Regions from separate parts of the Zea mays genome. Here region 2 is linked to region 1. The links are chromatin contacts, called in public Hi-C maps. All regions are on one chromosome and are shown on one strand. The core of a region is the stretch at or near the end of the contact, and the rest is flanking DNA. Distances in the headings are between cores, read along the strand shown. Region 1 holds the start of LOC100273423. Region 2 holds the start of LOC100286352 (oleosin Bn-V).

Region 1 (2,533 bases), core at 11-2,510:
AAGAAACGAGTGTTGGACGGAGCCGTCCAGTGCAATACAACATAAAACATGCTTCACTCTATTTATTATTTGCAACATAAAATAAATAGAATTAATCATATGGAGGATGCGTATAAATTAAAATTAGACCTACTTGATTCAACGAGAATTAATAGGTAATATGGTAATCTTTTTTTCTAGCTGCATGCACTCATGCGTCACCAGGTGTGGAAGGCGTGCATGGCCACCAACTAGATCCATCTTTTTAGCAGCTTCTTTGACCGAGTACTCTCTTTTTTATCGGGACTAGATCTGACCGCTTGCCACATACGACGGACATCGGACGACACATTGTAATATCGCTCTTCGGTGTTGCAGGACTGGACGGTAGCGACGCTTGCCCGGGCGCAACACCACGATGGTGATGGCAGTTTGTCGCACACGGTTCACGGCACTTGCACAACAACATATCAAGAACAGTAAATTTACCGTTCTATTGTGTACAGGGAGAATCGAAGCCTGTCGCGTAGGTCAGTTCGGCTAGACCGAGGGACATGCCGGCTTGATGGAGAGTTGATGCCGATCGAATCCGCAGCAACGTCGAGATAGAGCGTGCTGATAACGTGTTGAGAACTATGTTACCACGGACCACCAGATCCGCTCCTTTCACTCCCGTTAGCAGATTAGGCGCGAGATGCTGTAGAAGATTCGTCTCCCTTCTCATAAGCACGACATAATAAACATACGAGACACAGGGTATATGGTTGGACCTCTGGCCTCTTTCTCTTCTCTGTATTATGAGGGAGTGTACATGTTCCTTATATAGAGATATGAGACTCCTCAGAGACAAAGCAGATATTTGCTCACATAACCCTAACTAGGGTTATTTAACAATTAACACTTCTGTGTCTGTGACAGCCGAATCCACCAACAGGCAACACCACACCACACGGAGAACTGAACTGCAGGCCCAACTAGACCCTCGGCCCGGGTCCTGACTCATGGCAGGCCATACTTCAGAGGATTCATTGATTGGGCCTAGCCCATGGCAATAACCTTTATACTTTTCCTTTTTTCCTTTTCTTGAAAAATGAAGTTCGGGGGCAGCCAGGAATCAGTGACGTAACTGCGTAACCGCTGCGCATACAGTTCTGTTTGCGTTGTGCTGTTTGCCGTGTGGCTGGCGTGCCCCGCATTTCTCCGCTCACCTCTTCCGTTCACCCTGCCCTCGGCCATGCAGCTGCACACGAAACGTGCCCCGCTTCACCTTTCGCACCTCTACCTAGTTTGGGCATGCAGCTGCGCACCAGACATGTCCGTTCCATGACCCAGTCCCAGCACGATCCATGTCATGCCTTTGCCGTTTGCAATCTTCGTCGTCAGAATCAGAAGCAAACCCCCGAGCAAGCTACCGTCACTGTGTACACCAGAAGAAGCACCAGCAAGGCAACTGCGAGCGAGCTGCGTTACGTGCCCAGCAACATGTCCCAGCACGGCGGCCTCGGGGACACGGCCCGGCGGTGGCGCGAGCTCCACGGCGGCGACAACAGCTGGACGGGGCTGCTGGACCCGCTGGACCTCGACCTGCGCCGCACCGTGCTCCGCTACGGCGAGATGGCGCAGGCCACCTACGACGCCTTCAACTGCGAGCGCGCGTCGCCGCACGCGGGGCTCTCCCGCTTCGCCAGGGCGCGCTTCTTCGACCGGGCGCGGCTGCCGGCGCACGCCGCCGCGTACCGGGTCACCAGGTTCCTGTACGCCACGTCGTCGGTAGCCGTGCCGGCCGCCTTCATGCTCTGGTCCGTGGCCGGGTCGCGCCGGCGGTGCAGGGAGTCTAACTGGATCGGCTACGTCGCGGCGGCCACCGACGAGGGGAAAGCCGCGCTCGGGCGCCGCGACATCGTCGTCGCGTGGCGCGGCACCGTGGAGGCGCTGGAGTGGGCCGACGCCCGACGACCTCGAGTTCCCCATGGTGCCGACGGAAGGCCGCCTCGGGGACGGCGACGCCTGCGACGCCATGGTGCACCGCGGCTGGCTGTCCATGTACACCTCCGCCGACCCCGCGTCCAGCCACAACCAGGACAGCGCGCGGGACCAGGCGCTGGGCGAGGTGCGGAGGCTGGTGGACGCGTACAAGGACGAGGAGCTCAGCGTCACCGTGACGGGCCACAGCCTCGGCGCGGCGCTCGCCACGCTCAACGCGTTCGACATCGCCGCCAACGGCTACAACGTGGCGGCGACGGCGACGGCCGCCTGCCCCGTGACCGCGTTCGCGTTCGCCAGCCCGCGCGTCGGCGGCGCTGGCTTCAGGAAGCGGTTCGACGCTGTCCCGGGGCTGCGGCTCCTCCGCGTCCGCAACGCCCGCGACGTCGTGCCCAAGTACCCGGCCGTGTTCTACCACGACGTCGGCGCGGAGCTCGCGGTCGACACGGGGGAGTCGCCGTACCTGAGGAGCCCCGGGCGCGAGCGGACCTGCCACAACCTCGAGGTGTACCTGCACGGCGTGGCGGGCACGCGAGGCGCGCGCGGAGGGTTCGAGCTCGCCGTGGCGCGT
Region 2 (2,533 bases), core at 20-2,519, 280 kb after region 1:
ACCATACTAAGTCAGTCTGAGGTCCATAATAAGTCGTGCTTGGGTTCACGAGACACGACCATTTATGCGGTCTACGTACCTTAGATCACTGATGTCACTCTGATCGCCCTTTAACACCCCAAAGGGTAATTAAAAGACTACAGAGATTATAGCATGTGGCACACTAGATACACACATGACACAACCTTCTGTATGACACTTGTTATGCATCGTACGGGGACCACGCTATGCCAACTCCAGTTTTGGGATGGAGCAACCTCGGGAGGTGAGTACATACGTCGGATTGTATAGATGATTCAGCACAGAGAACAAAAATCCTAGGCATTATCTGCAACTGTTTGCAGAAGAAAGGTTGCCATCATTCTGTTCGACGAAAACTGAGCAAGGTTACCTATATATATTCTTTTCAACAACAATTAGTTGTTTTAAGGTTGTGAGAAAGACCATGAACACGAGTCTCTTATGATTTAACTAATGACCTAATTACACCAAGCGAAAGATCAAATTGCGCCAAGAGATCGAAATGAACAGCATCTCCTAGAGAAAGCAAGCAAGAGGACCAGAAATTGCTTGACAACACGGGCGGGGGATGATTGGAGCAGAGTACGCACACGCAATGCAAGAGGAACTAAGACGACGACGACGACAGCAATGATGACCTATAGCTAGCGGCACCACGGACGGGGGTTGCAGCACATGCACGCCGGGCGGCGCGCGCCTACGCGCCGGGCGCGGCGTCCTTGGCGCGGGTGCGCAGGTATCCGCCGTACTCGCGCGCGTAGTCCTTGACGTGGCTGGCGGTGTCGGCGATCCGGCTGCGCGCGTAGTCCACCCGGTCGGCGCCCACGGGGTGGCGGCCCGTGAAGTAGCGGTACATCCAGGTGGCCACGGGGAGCGCGGCGGCGGCGAAGGCGCAGGCGGAGAGCGCGGCGGCGACGATGGCGGAGATCACGACGGCGACGGGCACCCAGATGGGGCTGGTGAGCAGCGCGATGGGGCCCAGGAAGACGAGCGCCACCACGGCGCCCGTCAGCGTCACCCCCGTCAGCAGCAGCAGCACGGCGCCAGAGACGAGCAGCGTCAGGAACCCCACCACCTGCGTCGAGTTGGGCGCGCGGGTCTGCACCCGCCGCAGCAGCGTCGCCGGGTCCTCCACGCCGCTGCCAGGCCCATGCTGATGCCGGTCTCCCATGCTCGCTGTGCTGTGGCCGCCTTTGAGGGGAGTCCGGTCGGCGGTGGCGATCGGGTATCTCTCTGTCTTGTTGTGGCTGCTGGGAAATGGCGGGGAGGAGTATAAGGCGCGGAGAGGGACGTGCCCGCGCCGGCACGTGTCCGGGCGCCGCGCGTGCATGCGCGACGTGTGCCTCGCTCCCGCCCGGGCCGACCAACGGACGTGCTGCCTCGCTCCCGCGGCAGCTGCTGGCGGCCGTGCGTTTCTTCTCTCACTGTACGCGCTCTTCGGATCATGGCGCAGACACGGCTTAAAATTAACATGGCTCTTGTGGTCGTAGAACATAACACCGAGTTTTAAGTCGTGTGGTGTGGTGTCGACCACGCGCATGTGAATTAACATGAAAATACACTTTGTTTACCTTCTTCACTAGTATGTGCTAGGTGGGTAGGATCCTGGTTTGGCTTCGTGGGCTTGATGATAAAATTCGTTCTCAGACACGCCAAAGAGATGGGCCCAAACAATAAGCTCACAGAGTCACAAACGTTGTGGCCTAGATAAGGCCCAAGTAAACACGATTCACGGTCACGGCGACCCCGTCTGCCGTTTGGATTCCCCGGCAAGCGGCGGCGGCCGGAACCGGAACCCACGCGACGGCGACACTGGCACCGCGCTCGGAGGCGCTGGAGCCAGCCCCCTCCCCGGAGACTAGTAGGTGGCCAGCTCGCCACGGCCAACCACTGGAACTGTTCGGTTCCACTTCGGCGTTCAGGTGGAGCTCTCCGCCACAACCTCGACTGTCTCCGTTCAGGTGGACTTTTGTCTTGATATATGCTTCTTCAAGTCAGATCTGCTGTTCTAGCACTGTATGTGCGTGGGTGGTAACTGGTAACGGGTCAATTTCTTCAAAGTATCGAATGCGGTGAGGCACAAAGTAATTTTTTTTTCTTTTAACAAAGACGGCAAGGTTCATTCAGACGAATTATCTCCATGGGTACCGGACTAACCGAATGGACGCTTTTGACATTTTATTAGTAGTATATGCGTAGCAACAAAAACATGCCCAAGTGATTCATTTTCTGGAGCTGCCTGTTTACAGTTACAGCCTTTAAAATGAAAAGGTATACACTTGAGCTAAAACTGTTATATGCATGAACATAACCTGTCCTGCCCTTACTTTCATAAAAAATAAATGAACATAACCTGATGACTTGTATTCTCTTAGCATATACAACTTGCTTGACACCACACTGGAATTTAAACTTCTCTTTTGTACACAACTAAAAATCAGTATCCAGCAAGTAAGACCAGATGTGTGTTGAATCCTGTGTTCAACTCATGCTTCAGCCTTCAGATATCTGT

The links. A called contact is a pair of places that touch in the nucleus more often than the background predicts.
Region 2: a contact with region 1 is called in a Hi-C map of ear, with 2.7 times the contacts expected there. The contact joins the promoter of LOC100286352 here to the promoter of LOC100273423 in region 1. A contact is called at or near these places in 2 of 25 Hi-C or Micro-C datasets (ear and tassel).

What each region holds. Positions count from the first base shown.
Region 1 is chr8:74,202,905-74,205,437 of Zm-B73-REFERENCE-NAM-5.0, forward strand. It overlaps LOC100273423, which reads left to right and starts at 1,261. Exons shown (of 1, transcript NM_001147860.1): 1 at 1,261-2,533. The coding sequence starts at 1,273.
Region 2 is chr8:74,479,356-74,481,888 of Zm-B73-REFERENCE-NAM-5.0, forward strand. It overlaps LOC100286352 (oleosin Bn-V), which reads right to left and starts at 1,270. Exons shown (of 1, transcript NM_001159239.1): 1 at 367-1,270. The coding sequence starts at 1,192. The coding sequence ends at 719. It overlaps LOC109941797 (protein CHUP1, chloroplastic-like), which reads right to left. Exons shown (of 19, transcript XM_023300878.1): 19 at 2,232-2,533. The coding sequence ends at 2,515.